3 separate regions of the Sus scrofa genome follow, and regions 2 and 3 are each linked to region 1. A link is a contact called in public Hi-C and HiChIP or PLAC-seq data. All regions are on one chromosome and are shown on one strand. Each heading gives the region's core, a stretch centred on a gene start, on an enhancer-like site or on the middle of the called end of the contact. The rest is flanking DNA. Distances are from core to core; before and after follow the strand shown.

Region 1 (3,051 bases), core at 328-2,827:
CGTCCACTGCAGAGAATTAATCTCTGCCACTTCCGTGATTCTGGGACACCATTCTTACCTTGATTGCCTCACGTGCGAACTGGAAGCACTACTTCTCTCTCCACAGCGCTTTTTCTTTCCCTAAACCGCTCTCTTTCAAGATCAGGAGCCGTATTATCTGATAAGATGGGACAGAACAGACCACAGTAAAGCGATTCAGAGCAGGAGCTGTGGAGCAGGAATATTGGGGTTGGACTCCTGGCTCACTCGCTGTATGGCCTTGGGAAGTTAATAAGCCTCTCCAAGGCTTGGGTCCCTCATCTGTAAATGAGGACAATAAGAATGCACCCTGCCTAGGGAACAGGGGATGAAATAAAAGTGTTTAGCACCACACTAACGTCCCATGAATATTATCTATTCTTATGATCTGATTCCAGGTACTTAGCACAGGGCCTTGGACTCAGGAGGCATCAGTCGATAACTATTTGACTTTTTGAAAACAATGGAAGAGTCGTGATTCAAAGCCAGGATTCCAGGTCTACTTTTTCAGGTATAGTACAGATGTTTCCATGCTATATTTCATCTGATGTAAGATGCACTCCAGAATTCCAGATAAGAAAGCAGAAGGTCAAGCCATTAATTCAGGCCAGCTGGTGCTATTTCTGAATCAGTGCTGTTGCTTCCTTGTGGCACTGAAAGGCTCTGGCCCATCCTCACCCTCTGCTGCCCCCCTGTGGCTACATCAGGTCAGGCTCCCAAATCCTTTAAACTCGCCTGGTTATTCAAATTGCTTTATGAGGAAAAGAAAGGTTTAAAACGTAAATAATTGAGGAAGGAGCCAAAGGGTGAGAGATGTAAGTTAGTCAGGTGCTAGACAGTGGAGTTTGAATCTTCATTATTTATAAAATAGTTCCCTTCACTGCAAATCCTCATCCTGGTATTTCCAACCCTCCTTATTAATTACTACTAATTATTCTCTGCAGCATTTTCACCACAAAGCATATTATATATACTTATGTTGTCTGGCTTCTCCCATAAGAATGAGGGTGGGCATTTTCCTCTATGCTGTCCAGTGATGCAGCCCGAATCTCTAGAACAAGGGAAGTTAATCATTTCGTGCCTCAGTTTCCTCATCTGTACAATGGGGTCAAAAATAGTAGCTACCTCATAAGGATTAGATTTTGTGATTTAATATATATAAAGGGCTCAGAACAGTTACTTGAGCACACGCAAGAGCTATGTAAATGTCTGCTACCATCACCATCATCGTCATCATTCTTCTTTTCCGGTAGCAGGTACTATTCACTCCTTCAAAAAGACAGGGATTTGGGAAAACATGGTTGGGATGGAGCTGGATGCTGGGACCTGAAAGGCTCAAGGCTGAGCAGCAGGATCCTGGACGTCAAGTCAGCGCCCAGCTGCCAGGGAAGAGCCATCCCTTTCCTCTAGGGGGTTTAAAGGTGCCACCACCTCTGCCTGGGTGTGGGCATGTGCAGTGTGCCCTCCCTCCTCCTTCCACATTTTTTTGGCCCCGCCCACTGGCTCAGGGACTTCCTCAGGAGGCGCTGTTTGCCCGCTGGCAAGAGGATTTGACGATGAAGTGCTGCCAGAGGGAGGAGGCGGCTGCATTTAAAAGGTAAGGTGCGCAGAAGGAAGAGAGCCGGAAAAGCCTGAGAAGGTGTTTTCTTTGAACGATTCCCGAGGGTGGGCTGGGCGGAAGGAAGGACACACAGCTCCGGAGGACCTGCACCCCCGGGAGCATTCCAGGGTTTCTGTCACTATCCACACAGTCTTCTTTCAAGTGGGCTTGGTTTGTCGGGCATCTCTGGTACTTGGAGAAAATGAAAGTGAAATCGAGACTCTCCCCTTGCAGCCCTTTCGCTGAGCTGTTTCTGTTCTCTGCTCTCGCTTTCTTTGAGTTTCTTCCTCCTCTGCTCCTTTACTTACTCCAGCCCACCTCAACACCCATCCTCACCAGAACTGTCTACACAAGCAGAGGTGTCACTGCCGGGTGTTTGTGCTTACGCTGCCCATCCGATCGATCGGCTCTCCCAGGTGGGAGTTTTGAGAATGTCAGAGGGGTGAGATGGCTGAAAAGTGGTGGCCTTGTGAATTTTGTAGCCGATGCAGTTCGCTAAATATGTAAGTAACAGTTTGCTGCTGTCTGATATTTGAACTGGTTCTAAATTGCTCTGATGTGACTGAGGGCAGCTGGACTAAAAACAAACACCCCAGATTCCTATTTGTGTAGCAGGTATATGCACATGGGTGGGGAGGGTGGATTTATTAACCTTTTTATAAGGGGACATCATTAGCTCTACCATTTATCGGATGCCTAATATTTCCCCCTCCCTACTTTAATACACTTTCTAGGGGGGACTTTATTTATCGTTGCCACATTTGAGGAAACAGAAAATTGAGACTCAATAATCTAAGGTTATACAATTAGGAAGTAAGAGTCTAGTAGTCAGACAACCAGGGGCTCAAATGTAGATCTTGCTGAGGTCAGAGCCTAGCTCTTTCCCCTACCCTGCATGACTTAATTTTTTTCAGCCACACCTGCAGCTGTGCAAGTTCTCAGGCCAGGGACTGAACCTGCACCACAGCAGTAACAACACCGAATCCTTAACTGCCGGGCCACTAGGGAACTCCTATCCTATACTACCTTAAAATAGGAAAGCACATCCGCAGAGAGTCAGAGACACACCGAGCAATGGCAACCAGAAATGCAAATTGACAGAAGACACATTTTGTCTCATTAAATGAGGGTTCTGGTGTTTTCAAGAGGCCATCTATTTCTTCTTTTTTTTTTTTTTTTTTTTTTTTTTTTTTTGTCTTTTTTTGCTATTTCTTGGGCTGCTCCCGCGGCATATGGAGGTTCCCAGGCTAGGGGTTGAATCGGAGCTGCAGCCACCGGTCTACACCAGAGCCACAGCAACACTGGATCCGAGCCGCGTCTGCAACCTACACCACAGCTCACGACAACGCCGAATCCTTAACCCACTGAGCAAGGGCAGGGACCGAACCCGAAACCTCATGGTTCCTAGTTGGATTCGTTAACCACTGCGCCAC
Region 2 (2,934 bases), core at 365-2,864, 330 kb after region 1:
GTCCATGAATCCTGCTAATACTATGCCTACTAATTATTATGATAGCTAACATTCACTGAGACAATGCTAGGCCAGGGCGTGTCCTAAGTGTTATGCATGTGCTAACACATGCAGTCGTCAGAAACATCTCTGAAATGGGTGCTATTATTAGTCCTTTTGGACAAACACAGAACTAAGGTTATGTATGGGTGTGGAGAATCTGACCTTCGGTGGTCTGCCAGCCCCTAAATGCAGAGCTGGGACTCAGACCCAGGCAGTCATGCTGCTTCGTCTACCAACTACCTCTAAAAGATGCAGCTCCTCATTATCCTTAAAAACCTAGGACATTGAACCAGATACCCCCTTTTAACAGGAAGATTAGAAACTTATTTTTCTCCAAGAGGAATTTATTTGCACATGTTGATGAGCTATCCTGCTCCTGGAAAGGTGTTCAAAATAACCTTGTTCAGTTTTCATGACTCCATGTGGTCATTTCTCTATTTTTATGCTTTCTTTTCATGTGTGGATGCGATCTGGATTTTGCCCTTAAAGTGAAACTATGCAGTTTTCTTCTGAAGCAAATTGCTTTAAGTAGAAAAGCTGCTTCCAGCAAAATGACGAAGCATTCCAAGTATCACCGGTGTGCATGGTGTGGTCCAAAGGGGGCCCTGAAGCTTGCCGAGCACTAACAAGCCATCTCTGGTTAGCGAGCCGACAGGTGCCTGCAAGTCCAAGCAGCAGATGACATCAGGCCGAGGCTGGGGTCCCACAGGCAAACTCACCCCAGCGGACCTCGTGATACTTTGGGAGGCCAGGCTCACTGTCTCCCATTCCTAGTCACCTTGTTACCAACTCCTGTGGAAAATTTAATGTGGCCAGAAGGAATTCTGACCTCTTTTAGACAAAAACATGCTCATGTTTTTATGATGAACTATTGCATATTTTTATTGAAAACATTTAATACTGCTCTAAAAGGGTGACTATTTTTTAGGTATTGCCCCACTGCTGATTTCTGATTGAATGCTGCCAAGAACAAGAAAGGAGGAAAAAAAAAAAAAAAAAAAAACTGGAGACGCTATCAGATTCATTAAACATTGTATTTAATTGTTCTTGTATTTAAACCCTGCCCTTATCAGTGACATTGCCACTTTTCTCATTTTTCAAAGTTGCATATTGGAAGAAAACAAGAAAAGGGAGCAATGGTGTGGCCTGGGAAACTAGGGTGTTTACTGCCTAGAGGAACCAGAAGTTCATATGGGCCTGGCTGGCTGAAGAAATGACAGCTCAGCATAGGGAAGGGGAGGGAAAAAAAAAAAAAAAAAAAAAAGGCGATAGCAGCAGCAAAGCAAGAACAAAACATTTAAAGAGATCTGGCCAGAACTGGTCTGCACAAATTCCTGTCCTGCCTTCCTCCTCCTCGCTCCCACAAGCCGCAGCAATCTTGCCTTCCCTAGGAAACTGCAACTCCTACCTCCTCCGAGGGGGCTGCGCACGCGCCCCGTGCCGGGGTGCGCGCATTTTCCCTCTCGGCACCCACGGAAGGCAGAGCACGTGTGCGGGAGGGTGGAGGGTGAGGAGTGGAGCAAGAGAAAGACAGCTCAGCTGGCTGGCCCTTGCCCCTGAAGAAAACAAGCGGAGGCAGGGAGGAAAACATACTGTTCCTGCAATCTGATCACCTCCGTGCAAGCCTCTGGGTTACACACCCCAGGACGCCGAGGCCCAGAGGCGAAACTGATTACACTGGGCAGGAAAACCTCGCGTGGTGACTGTTCCCGGGCAGATTAGAAACACATTGTTGGAGCAGGGGGGCCAGGGGGCCCGGAGCGTGCAGGGCAGTAGGGCTGGAGGCTGGGTGTGGGCTGGGGCCAGAGAGCTCGCGGGGAGGGGGTCCAAACGCCTGCGGAGAGCTCTGTGAGCTGATTCCTGCTCCCCGGGTGGCCCCTGGCAGCTGCCCAGGCCTCACAGTGAGAAATCTGGAACAACGAAGGCGCTAGGACAAAAGGGTCTCTGGCCAGAGAGGGGCTGCAGGGTTTATGGGGCCAGGAGCACCCCGGTGTGAGACTGGGGATCAGACTGTCCAACAGGGCTTGTGTAAGAGAACCAACGTTCATTGGGCGTTTACTGGGAGCAGGGCACTGTGCTAGGCTCCTTTTATATATTTCATCGAGTTTGGGATCACAGTATGGAATTCTCGCTGAATTGAAAAGTGGGAAGTAAAGAGCTGTTTTTTGCCAGGTGACCCAAACCCTACGGTTGCCCAGTGCAATTTGTTTGAAATAGCAACTAGAGGCCCACTGGGAATCTTGTCAGTAGGAAACCAGTAGAGCCCGCCCCCCTTTAGCTTCCAGCTCAGGCAAGGACATTCAGGAGTGTTGAGGACCGAAGGGTGTCTTCACATCTTCCTCTCTGGGCCCTCATCCATGGAACTGCTGGACCCGCCGCCTCTCAAAGCCCCGCTTCCCTTGGGGGGAATCCTGGTAATCGCTGAGCCACCGCTGAAGTTCTCTACTCTAGCGCCACCTGGTGGCTCTTGGCGGCTAGTCCATGGCCGACTTGGCTGGGAATTGCTGTTTTATAGCCGCTAAATGAATGTCACCACCTCGGTTTTGTGAGGTCCACCTGTTCTTTCACTGCGCCGTTTATCTCCATGTTATTGTCACTCCAGGTTTTCATAGTCTTTGCCAGTTCTCTGCTGCTTCATCTCACTAAGTCACTTCTAGTGTTATTTTCGTAGAGTTCCAAATCAGGGAGTTCTTGATCCTTATAATTTTGCTAGTGGACAAACTTTTTCATTTGAATATTTTTCATTTGTCTAGGACATGCTTTGCTCCCTCTTCCTCCAAGTCTTTGGGACATGGACATATTTCTGGGTGTTTGTTTTTACTCCGTGTGAGTGGTACAAGGTTGTATCTCATCCAAATTTGTCCCTCCCAACAATACTAAATTAACATCTAA
Region 3 (2,983 bases), core at 158-2,657, 390 kb after region 1:
TGCGCCAAATATCCTGACCTCATTAAGCAAAGACCCCAAACTTTTCACTGAAGGGGAGAAGCCTGCAACGTCCGGCCATGAGATCCTTGGGGCAGGGAGGTGGGGAGGGGCTGGAGCACACAGAAGTCCTCTGCTCCCCGAAGACAGCGATCCTGCCTCTCGGACTGCTCCCTCTTTGGTTTTAGGACGTGGCTTTGCTGGGCTGGTGTCAAGCATGACCCTACCACAAGCTCAAGGACTGGGTTCGGGGGTCCTGTGTCTGCCCAGATGGCACATCCTCTCTGGCCCTCTCTCTGGTTTTGTGCTCAAAGTTCCTTTCCAGGGGTGAGCTGGGTCCACCCTACCCCAGATTTTCCACATGTGGGTAGCCCTGCCAACTTGCCCCCCTCCCCAACACCACAGCATAATTTCATGGGGTGCTGCTGGAAATGCCACCTGCTTGAGAGGTGGCGGAGTTGGCCACGAGACCGCTTCCTTCAGCAGACCCATCAGTGAGTCCTGGGGTTAAAGCTCAGCTGGAGGTGGGTGGGTTGTGTTCTGGCTGCAGACAGAGCTAAGGCCTGTGTAAGAACAAGGTGAGGAGTTCCCGTCGTGGCTCAGTGGTTAACGAATCCGACTAGGAACCATGAGGTTACGCATTCAATCCCTGGCCTTGCTCAGTGGGTCAAGGATCTGGCATTGCCGTGAGCTGTGGTGTAGGTTGCAGATGCGGTTTGGATCCCATGTTGCTGTGGCTCTGGCGTAGGCCAATGGCTATGGCTCCGATTCGACCCCTAGCCTGCGAACCTCCATATGCCTCGAGAGCGGCCTAAGAAATGGCAAAAAGACAAAGACAAAAAAAAAAAAAAAAAAAAAAAAAAAGAACAAGGAGAGATGAGGGAGCTATGGGAGCGCGAGGTTGTGCGGGAGGGCACTGCTATCTTTGCAACCAGCAGCCCACTCCTACCGATGCCTGGAGCCACCTGCTCAGCCTTGCCCTTGAAGTTCTGTGCCTCTGGGCAGAGGAGCAGGTGGGGGCTGTGGGCTGAGCTGTGCTAGGTTTTCCTATGGATAAAGTCAATTTGGTGCCTGAAAGGCTGGCCTTCAGAATCTAATCACACAAATGAGAATTTGACCTGCTTGTATCAAAATCACCTGGGGCTTCCCAGAGACCACCCAGGAGCTTCTGAGTCAGTGGTTCTGGCTGAGGCCTGTGGATCTACCTCTAGATCTAGGCTTAGAATTAAAAAAAAATTGGATCCACAAATGGTTACAGATCCCTACTTCATATAGAGCACAGGCCTTGTCTGTGCCTCAAATCACCCTCAGACTGGGGCCTGAAGAAGGGGACCTGGGGGGCTGCCTCCCACAGCAGGAAGCTGTTCTAGCTTATCTTGCCGAGGGAGCCCTTCATCTGAGGGGCAATGCTGCCACCTGCTGGTACATCCTAGAAACGTCTCCCATCGTCAGCTGCCTGGTGTAAGTGGAGGTGGGATTCAGGGGGCGTGGCCCAGCCCTCCCTTTCCCGTTCTGCCTTCGAATGCCCAGTTCTGAGAACTGCAGTGTCCCCCCAGTCCTGTGCCTTTCCTGGAGCCTCTCGTTTAAACCCATCTTTCTTGGGCACCTGCCAGTCAACAAGCAGATCTTGCCCTGGATTCGGTTCAGTTTATCACACATTTGACCCCAGCCAGGTGTGGGCTGGCCACACCGAGGGAAGTAGTGCAGGGGAGTGAGAAGGGAGGGCGATTCGGATTCAGCAATATGGATAATTTCCATCTGAGCTGAGGTTAAGTGGGAGTCAGGCAGGTGAAAGATGGGAGAGGAGATTTCAGGCAACAGGACTAGCAAGACATTCCGGCTGCTGGAATATGGAAACGGAATGGTTTTCCTTTTAATCCATTTCTTGGCTACCCGCCAGAGGATGAAATGCAAACATTTCCCCTCAATTTCTGAGCAGATGTAAGGATTATGAGAAAGGGAAACCAGTTTTCAGTTGCTCAAACTAGATTCTGGGTTTTAGAGGCCTCCAGGGCTATTATAAAAGTACAAGAGAGAAGCCTGGGTTTGAAAGAACGGGCCGAGTAACCAGGGGAAGCAGAAGGCAGGGAGGGCTTCTTCCCTCTGCAGAGGTCTGGCCCACGTGGGGCCAGGGCTCCAACTCACCACTCCCAACCTGGCACCTGGCCCCACAGGGCCCCAGGGGCGTATCAAGGCCCCAGAGGGAAGTGGCTGCCGTGCCAGGACGTGCTGCCCTCCCAGCTTTGCAAAGAGCTTCCAGGTCCTGAGAACGGCAGAGAGGCAGCTATGGGCCCTGGCTGTCTCCATGGCAACCCGTGGAGACAAAGTCCAAGGACCTCTGGGCCTGTGAAGGACTCGGCGATCTCGACATAGACCCAGAAGTAGAGAAATAGGCCTTCAAACCACAAAGAAAACAAAGGAACTCACTGTTCCTGCACAGCAGGGTCTGTAGCAGATTCTACTGATAACAGGTACAACGAAGGTCGAGACATGGCACGAGAATCAAATGGAGAAGGTGTACCTGTCGTAAGGTGGGTGAATCAAACCATCTGGGTCGTGGGTGGGAGGCCAGTAGTCCAGGACATTCTGTAGCTCTCGTGGCTCCAGGATTGGAGCCAAATATTCTCCTCTGGCCTTGTTTTGTGCCCCAGAAGGTTGGGGTCCTCTGGCTCCCCAGTGCCAGCTCTGCACTCCTTCTGGGGCCAAACATCATGGGGGCCAAGTGCAAGCATGGTCTGCTTCTGCTCCTAATGCTTCAGGAAAGAACTGCATGCCTTTGAAAGACAAAACAATCATCCTTTAGTGGACTCCCATGATCCCCAGGAGGGAGCCCAAATCCTTAGCATGTCCGAAGGCCCTGCATCCTCATCTCTAGAGCACCAGCCCCTTCCACCTCCTCTCACTCCAGCCATCAGAAGGCTCCCAGGTCCCTGTGTTCTCTCCGGCGCCTCCCACCCTCTCTGGACTAACTCTTGCTCATCCTCTG

What was found. A called contact is a pair of places that touch in the nucleus more often than the background predicts. HiChIP or PLAC-seq counts read pairs in DNA pulled down with a chosen protein or histone mark.
Region 2: a contact with region 1 is called in a Hi-C map of embryonic fibroblasts, with 2.3 times the contacts expected there. The contact joins the enhancer-like site here to the promoter of RNASEL in region 1. A contact is called at or near these places in 1 of 5 promoter capture datasets (liver), 2 of 47 Hi-C or Micro-C datasets (embryonic fibroblasts and skeletal muscle) and 1 of 2 datasets of contacts at active chromatin or transcription factors (alveolar macrophages).
Region 3: an H3K27ac HiChIP or PLAC-seq map of alveolar macrophages shows a contact between it and region 1. The contact joins the enhancer-like site here to the promoter of RNASEL in region 1. A contact is called at or near these places in 2 of 5 promoter capture datasets (fetal skeletal muscle and liver), 9 of 47 Hi-C or Micro-C datasets (embryonic fibroblasts, epiblast stem cells, fetal skeletal muscle and 6 more) and 2 of 2 datasets of contacts at active chromatin or transcription factors (alveolar macrophages and skeletal muscle).

Annotation. Positions count from the first base shown.
Region 1 is chr9:123,908,912-123,911,962 of Sscrofa11.1, reverse strand. It overlaps RNASEL (ribonuclease L), which reads left to right and starts at 1,577. Exons shown (of 7, transcript NM_001097512.1): 1 at 1,577-1,615. All of the region lies in intron 2 of LOC110255523 (a long non-coding RNA gene), which reads right to left.
Region 2 is chr9:123,579,916-123,582,849 of Sscrofa11.1, reverse strand. The region is part of intron 9 of ZNF648 (a long non-coding RNA gene); the gene reads left to right. Among named protein-coding and RNA genes, the nearest start is that of ZNF648, 130 kb to the left of the region's middle. Within about 2 kb of position 1,614, at least 44 of the 83 cell types and tissues checked have an H3K27ac peak or open chromatin away from gene starts, as enhancers often do. A contact at or near this core is called in alveolar macrophages, embryonic fibroblasts, liver and 1 more, where this site is marked.
Region 3 is chr9:123,520,980-123,523,962 of Sscrofa11.1, reverse strand. The region is part of intron 10 of ZNF648 (a long non-coding RNA gene); the gene reads left to right. Among named protein-coding and RNA genes, the nearest start is that of ZNF648, 180 kb to the left of the region's middle. Within about 2 kb of position 1,407, at least 7 of the 83 cell types and tissues checked have an H3K27ac peak or open chromatin away from gene starts, as enhancers often do. A contact at or near this core is called in alveolar macrophages, omental adipose tissue and retroperitoneal adipose tissue, where this site is marked.